2 separate regions of the Sus scrofa genome follow, and region 1 is linked to region 2. The links are chromatin contacts, called in public HiChIP or PLAC-seq maps. All regions are on one chromosome and are shown on one strand. The core of a region is the stretch at or near the end of the contact, and the rest is flanking DNA. Distances in the headings are between cores, read along the strand shown. Region 1 holds the start of SEC14L1 (SEC14-like protein 1). Region 2 holds the start of LOC106504796 (basic proline-rich protein-like).

The links. HiChIP or PLAC-seq counts read pairs in DNA pulled down with a chosen protein or histone mark.
Region 1: a contact with region 2 is called in an H3K27ac HiChIP or PLAC-seq map of alveolar macrophages. The contact joins the promoter of SEC14L1 here to the promoter of LOC106504796 in region 2. A contact is called at or near these places in 1 of 47 Hi-C or Micro-C datasets (liver) and 1 of 2 datasets of contacts at active chromatin or transcription factors (alveolar macrophages).

What each region holds. Positions count from the first base shown.
Region 1 is chr12:4,487,143-4,490,858 of Sscrofa11.1, forward strand. It overlaps SEC14L1 (SEC14-like protein 1), which reads right to left and starts at 1,936. Exons shown (of 20, transcript XM_005653864.3): 1 at 1,739-1,936.
Region 2 is chr12:4,310,634-4,314,675 of Sscrofa11.1, forward strand. LOC106504796 (basic proline-rich protein-like) reads right to left here and starts at 1,313. Exons shown (of 2, transcript XR_002336965.1): 1 at 1,211-1,313. All of the region lies in intron 3 of SEPT9 (septin-9), which reads right to left.

The DNA.
Region 1 (3,716 bases), core at 686-3,185, 180 kb after region 2:
AGTCATTTTCTCTTCAACAGCTTCCTCCAGAAACCAAATAAAAATGGTGGCACCTCAAGATGGTAAACCCAGGATGCACAAAAATAAAAGTGGAAAAAAATACACTACTGGGTCTCAAATGACTGTTTTCCTCAAAAGCTATTTTCAAAGGAGACTTGTCACTGCCCATTATTCCAACTGCGCAGACTACCACGTCAGGGCCCTATCTTCAAATGGCAGAGACCTGGAGCCCTCTGGCTTAGGGGCTCGGCTGAAATCTCCAGCCTCAGGTATTTGTAATGTTAGTGAGCAAGCAGCTAACTTCACACGTCAGGAATCCTCCTGCCAGCTACACGCTCACACACTGGTCCCAGCCTACACACTTTTATCCAGAGTCCTCTACCCGACTTTACTTCCCTATTTAAAAGGGAGGAATAAAAATAAACCCAAAAGGCCCACCTGTCCTGCCGAGAATAATCATTACGAATGTTATTTTATGCTGAATATGGTGAGAGGATATTCAAAAGTACAATATGGAATATCCTCGAGGAGCCCAAAGTCTAGCTGTAAAAAAAAGAAAAAATTACGAAGATGTATTTGATTTCACAAGATTCCTACCTGTATCACTACTTCTAAACAGGTTTGGAACGTTCTCCGGTATGTCTGCCATACGGCTCAGAACCGGACAGGTTCTGGAGGAAAAGCGCTATTTTCTGGCAGCCTGAAAACGGCCGCCTAACTCTGCGTGACCTCAAGCCAGCCACTTGACTTCCCCTGGACCCAGAGCCACCTCTGTAAAGTGAGGTTTGGGGTGAGATAGTGTTGAAAGACTTCCAGCTCTAAAATTGTGAGACTCAGAGCCAAATTCTGAATCCACCACAATCAACTGGAATGCCGTCATTAATCTTGATTCGGCGACTGCCAGGTCCCGGTGCGCCGGGACCTCGTTCTATTTAGTTTTGCCAACCTGATAATGCTGGGGCGCAGCAGGGATTCAATAACCTTTTAAAATTTTAATTAGGAAAATTAATTTTAGGGTATCTTCCACAGAAGGAGAGGGGAACTACCGGAGGAGAATGGAAAAAGAGAGGAATGCTCGCGTAAGACTCGGTAACTCCCATTCGGATTCCACCGCCGGCCAGAACCCAAGAGACACTACGCCGAAGAACCTGCTAATTCACGAGCTTCTGAACTCCTGCCAGTTGCCAGCTTCGGATGCTCTGGTCCAAACGTCCTACGTGGGACTCTGGAGTTACAACGGCAAAGTGGCATCGTGGACCAGGGCAGCCTCTATTGCATGACAATCGTGCTTAAAAATGAGCCAATGGCCAGACCCAGAGAGTCCACCCCGAGCAGGCTCGAGGGACGGCCGGGCCCTCCGCTCGATCAGGGAGTCCCGCGCGGCGGCTCCGCGGGCCCCCAGCCCCGGCCGATCCGGGGAGGTGCGCCAGGCACCGGCTGGGACCCCAAACTCCGCTTCCCGCGGGAAGGGTCCCGGGTGGGAAGATCGGCGGGTGGGGGCGGGGAGGGGTCGACCCGTACGGTAGGAGTGGCGCCGGGGGCGGCGGGCCGGAAGGGGTGGGGGGGAGAAGGGTCGGCTCCGGGCCCGGGGATCCGGGGTGAGCCGGGGAGATCCGGGGGGCTGGGGAAGGGCGGGCCCGGCGGGGAGACGGCCGCGAGAGCCCCGCGCCGCCGGGGGCGGGGGGGGAGGGCCGGGCCGGGGGCGCGCTCGAAGCCCGCCGCGGAGACGCGCGCCTACCTCTTGTCAGAAAGACCGAGCCGGGGACGCGGGGCGGCGGATGGCGCTCATGCCGGCGGCTCCGCGGTTCCGTCGCCGCTCCACTGCCGGCGGCCGCAGCTCTGCCGCCGGTTCCGGGGAGTGGGCCGGGGGGGGGCGGGAGCGGGAGGGGCCCAGGGAGGCTCGAGTGGTTGTTACGGGTGACGGGGAGGGCGGGGCCCGGAGGCCGGAAGGGGTGCGCGTGCGCGGAAGCGGCCGAGAGACGGAGGCGGGCGCGAAGCCGGTTGCTAGGGAGGGGGAGGGGCGGCAACCGGGGCCGAGCCGAGCTGCGCAGGCGCCAACTCCAGGCGGGCGGGCGTGGGGGGAGCTCGGAGCCGGCAAAGGCGCCTGGCCCCGCCCAGTTTTGCATCATGGGGCGGGGCGGGGGCGGGGCTCGCGGGAAAAGCGGCGGAGGCGGCGGAGGCGCCAGAGGAGCTGCGAGTGGGACCCGCGAGAGCTGCGCAGACCTGGAACAGGGAAGTTGGCGAAGAATCAAAATAGCAGGGGCTTCCGGCTTTGCTGAGGCCCAGGGCTCAGGCTCCCGCGCTTCCTCAATTTTCGCCGACTTCGGCAGTACCCTGACCACATTCTCACAGAGTAACGCAGAGGAGGCAAATGCCAGGACTAGGGAGGGGCTGGGTGGAACCCATCGGCATCGTGTCTACGCGTCCAGGCTGTGCGGGGGCGCGAAGCCAAGTGGGTCTGGCGTTTCAGCAAAACTCCCAACTTTGAAGCACAAGTGTGATACACACTGAGACGTTCAGGGGTTCTCAAGAGGAGCCAATCGCTGGAGAGGGCCAGCAGCACGTCCACCCACACAGCGAGGCTGGTTTTATAGCCAACAGACAGTTTCTCCATCAATGTCACTGTTGTTCCGTTCGAATTCGTCACCCTGGGTGGCTGTGCGTTTGACGCTGCCGCCGCACAGCACAGTTGTGGAACTGTTTTGGAATTTCCTTCAGGGCCAGTTCACCAGTCACACAAGAAGATCGTTCTTTACTTGGTCACACCTTGTTTTTCAACTCACACCATCATTTTCCAGCTTGATTACTCACTCTGCTTATAGACTCAGCTAGCGCTGGCTTTTGCCTGTTTGTAAAAATCACATCCACCTTCGAAAATGCTTCCGGAAAGTGACAACCCAGGGAACAACAGCACCTATGAAATGGCCTTGCCAATAATTGACCTAATCTGATAAGCATCCACCAATTTATACGAAACGGAAAACAGAGGAACATGTTAAATGATTCCAGGAGAAAATAATCAGCCAGCTATAGACCATGGGAAAAACCGCCTGACAAACACATTCTTTTTTTTTTTTTTTTTTGTCTTTTTTGCTATTTCTTGGGCCGCTCCCGTGGCATATGGAGGTTCCCAGGCTAGGGGTCTAATCGGAGCTGTAGCCACCGGCCTACGCCAGAGCCACAGCAACGCAGGATCCGAGCCGCCTCTGCAACCTACACCACAGCTCACGGCAACGCCGGATCGTTAACCCACTGAGCAAGGGCAGGGACCGAACCTGCAACCTCATGGTTCCTAGTCAGATTCGTTAACCACTGCGCCACGACGGGAACTCCACAAACACATTCTTTATCAAAGTACAAAGATACTGGGAAACTCAAATCCATACACTTATGATGTGTTTGCTTTTTTCTGTATGTTTATTTCAATTTAAAATTTGTTTCACACTTAAAAGTGCACTGTTGAGAAATCCTAATTGTAAAATTCATACCCACCGTCACTACATCAGCATAAAAAAAACCAAAACAAAAATTTGACATTCAGCACTGAAAATGAAAAAGAGGGCATGATTTAGAAATACATAAACATCCACACATATTTTTAAGACGCTGATCTAGACAAGATTTTTTTTTTTTTTTTAGGACTGCGCCTGTGGTGTATGGAAGTTCCCAAGGCCAGGGGTTGAATCCGAGCTGCAGTTGCCGGCCTACACCACAGC
Region 2 (4,042 bases), core at 63-2,562:
TCATCCCAGACCAGCACCATCTTGTTCCAAACACCAGGGCAGCTGAGCGGCTGGGAGAAGAGGAGAAACACCGGGCCGCTCCTTCCCAACTGGACCTTTCTTCCGTCTCATCTTTCCACGGCACCTTGGGCTCCCCCCCATTCCAGCCTAAGCTCCGGGGCAGGGATGCAGCCCAGGCCCCGGGCCCCAGCCCTGGGCACAGTGCAGGCGAGCGCCACACACACAGTTCACATACAAACTGCCACCAACTGTGGGGCCTCAGGCAACTGACGGGAGCTCCCAGTGCCTCGACGTCCTCACCTGGAAAATGGGATGAGTGTCCAGAAGCTAGCCTGACCCTGGTGGGCTCGTTATCATCAAGTACTCAGCCTGAGACAAGGATTTCCCCAGGTGCCCCCACAGGGATCTGGACTGGAGACTCCCCCAGTGCCGAGTCCCCTCCGGAAGGGAAGATGCCCGCAGCGTCTGGTCAGCCCAGGGGCGAGGGAGGGGCACCAAGAGAGGAGTCTGGACAGGCAGGAGGAAGGAAGGGCCAGCAAGAGGGCCCACCCAAGGCCCCACGGGCCACGCCACGGGAAGGGGCCTCAGCCCCACCAAGCCTCATCTGGGTGGCTGCACATCTCAACGTTCTCGGACCTTCTGGGTCCAAACAGTATCACCCGCCCCAGAGCCTGAGGTCTGGCCGGGCTCGAAGGCTCAGGTGGAGCGTCCGTTCAACATGGGGGCCAGGGGCCCAGGCACTAAGACCACGGGCCAGGGGACCCTGCCACCTGCAGAGAGCAGAGCACAACCACCTGCCCGGAACAAGCACAGGTAAGGTGCGAGGACTTGGGCGGAGGCAAACTTGCTGCTAAATTAAATATCAAGGAAATCCGCGGTTTCCAACTCGCTGACCCAGGCCCTCTCTCCTGAACAGAAAGCCTGCTTGCTGAGCCGCTAAATAAACCACCCCCTCCCCGCAGAGCTGGGACAGGGATTTGTGGTCCCGTCCCTGCACCAGCTCATCCCCGCGGCCGTCCTGCAGCCACCCTCCCGAAAGAGAAAGAGGCGGGAGTGGCCAGCCACCACCCCCACGGCCACCACAGGAAGAAGTGGGGCTGTCCCTCCCCCGCCAGCCTAGCTCCTCCTCCCCCCATCGCAGCCTCCCCAGCCACGCCCCACTCCGGAAAACCACGGCGCCCAGGTCCTGGGGCACCCAGCCCTAACTCACCTCGCAGGGACTTGGGGCGGTGGTGCCTGAAATCCAAGCAGATGGTGGAGGCGGCGGCTGCAGGGCCCTGTTTCAGGAGGTGTCTCAAGCCTCTGTAACCTGAGCCCTGGGTCCTCACCGAGCCTGCTCTTCCTATCAGGCACCAGCTGGGCATTAGTCAGCAGGTGAGCTGGCAGGGAGCCCCGGGCCTCAGGAAGGCCTGCCCGTTAGACCGGAACTAAGGAGGAGGGGCCATCCTGGGGGTGAAAATAGAGTCCCCTCCTGGGCTGGGCTGCTGGACTGTGTAGGGCAGAAGTCACAGGGGTCGCATCAGGAATCAGGCATGCCCTGGGGTCACCAGTGACATCAGCGACTACAGGTGTTACCTCCCCCACTAACTAGGCCACTGGGGGGCTCAGAGGCAGGGAGGGGCTGGCCACCCCCTAGCTCCCTCGGAGGTGACAGCCAGCCTTCCCCATGACCCCGCCGTGGTCTCCTTGGTCAACTTTCTGCTTCTAACCCCCCAGCCACAAGGGCCTCGTCTCAGTCCACATGCCCCACGCGGCCTGTCCCACAGCACAGTCCAGAAGGCAGGACCATGGATCTCAAATGATGGCCAGGGCCCAGCTGAGCTGAGGCCACCCAGAACCGAACCTGCAGTCTGCCAGCTCAGGGAGCCCCGAGAAGGAGAGAGCTTTGGGCAGGGCATCTGGAGACCTCAGTGGGGCAGAGTGGGCAGTGCCGGAGGCCAGCTGGTCAGCAGGCCCAAGCGGGCAGGGCCGCCCCCCACCCCCCGCCGTCAGCAGGGCAGGGCCAGCCCAGGCCCCAGCCCTGGACCCATGAGAGGCTGCCCTGCAGCGGGACTCTCAGTGGAGCCCGGCTGCTCCATCACCACCTATGTCCACTCCTGGGCAAGCCCACCCACTCCCACGTGCCCTGGGGACAGCCCGACCCGCGAGCCAGGGGCTCCAACGCGTGCGATCGTGGATGCCACCTCTTCCAGCAGGGGACCGGGCGTGAGGAGCAAACAGCAGCCCGGCCTGCCGCGTGCCAGGGGTGGGAGGTCACCTGAAATGTGTTCCTGGGGACCCGTGCCCCCGAGCGCCCACCCGCACTGGCCCTCTACTCACACAGGACAGAGCCATCTGGCTACACCGCAGCGGGCAGACCCACCGCACCCCCTGCTCCAGGCTTCACGGCCCGCACCTGACCCAGCGCAGGGGGCTCTCACTCTCACGGGGCCACCCCGACCCTCAGGATAAGAGGATTCGGGACCAGGAACTCTCAGATATTTGCGGGTGGGGAATAAAGCCTGGGGCACAGCGAAGAAAGGCCCCAGATGGACATGTGTGTTCATGTCTGTGTGTATTTTATTTTTAAGATAATAAACATTTGTGGACTCAACAAATGGCGTCGGTATACTTTTCCACTGACCACACCCGCCCCCCATCTGGTCGAAGGTCATCAGGAGCTCCCTGCCAGCTTCCAAGAGAAACATCCACCGTTTGCTGGCTCTGGAAAACTCTCTGCCCGCTGGAGGTAGACTAAGATCCCGTATCTTGCTCCACACCGAGGGTCAAGGCCTTTCTGATTTCATGACGTGGAGTTGGCAGATCCCTGCCGCCTCTGCCCCAGAGCACCAGGACCTTGGGGGACACTGCTCCGTCCTACCCCAGGGCCTTCCTGCCTCCTCTCTGTGCTGCGGCCACGGCCACGGCCCCTCCGCCGCCCCGCCCCGCTCCTCGGGGCTCAGGCTCCAGGCCCTTCTCTCTTCCAGTTACTCCAGCAAATAAATCATCGCGGGCCGGTCCGCCTGGAAAGCGGGCGGCACAGGAGGGCGCGCAGAAGTGGGTAAGAAGAACCCCTAGCGGGTACGAAGCACTCACGGTGTGCACAGCTCGACACTGATAGTAACTGTAGTAACAAAGCATCAGCCTTCCGGGCGGAGCCACGGCGCTCCAGGCCCTTCCGCCCACCCTCCCCGCAGAAGAGGGAACTGGTCCATACCGGGACACTGAGGCACCGAGAGGCGACCAGCCCCAGGCCTCAGGTCAAGATGGCAGGGCCAGAATTCGAACCCAGGCAGTCAGGCTCCCAGTCCCCGCCGTTCACACCAAAGTCACCCAGGAGGGACACGTTGATGGGTGGGGACTATGACCACCCTCCTTTGACAGACAGGGAAGCCCAGGCACCAGGCAGCCCCGGGGCCAGGACGGGGCCAGCGGCTCTGAGAGCGCGCAGATGCAGCCAGAGGTCCTGGTGAAGGGCTGGGTGCCCGGCTGGCAGGTGTGCCCTTGGGCTGCGGTCCCCATTCCAGGAGCGCTGCAAAGTCATGCCGGGTGGGCAGGACGGCCTCGGACCAGAGTCTCAAGGGCGCTCAATCGTGCTTCAAGGGACTCAGGACTGGAGGCGCCCTCCCCCCACCCCCAGGGCTGGCTCAGCTCCTGTCCCCTGCCCGCGTACCCACGGTCACGGTCACCGCTTCTCAGCAGGTACCCGGGAGCTCCCTGGCCCCTTTATTCCCACCCCCCTGCTCCCTTTGGATCTCTGGTGTGCAGGGGACCGGCCTCTCCCTGTCACACTCCACATACGGGGACAGCGCCTCAGCACAGATGCCAAGCGTCCAGCAGCAAAATGACAGCTGGGAAGGGCCACTGTACTGCTCCAGCCTGTCCCCACCCCACTGAGCTTTTTCTAAAGGAGGATGCTGTTCTCCTTCCCGTCCCGGGGGCTCCCCAGGAGGCACCTGCACTCCACCCCTCTTCCCATCGTCATCCCGGGAGGGACTTCGCTCTGCGGCTTCCAAGTCCTCAGCCCCTCAAACCCCAACTCGCTCAGGGCTGAGAGCGAGCG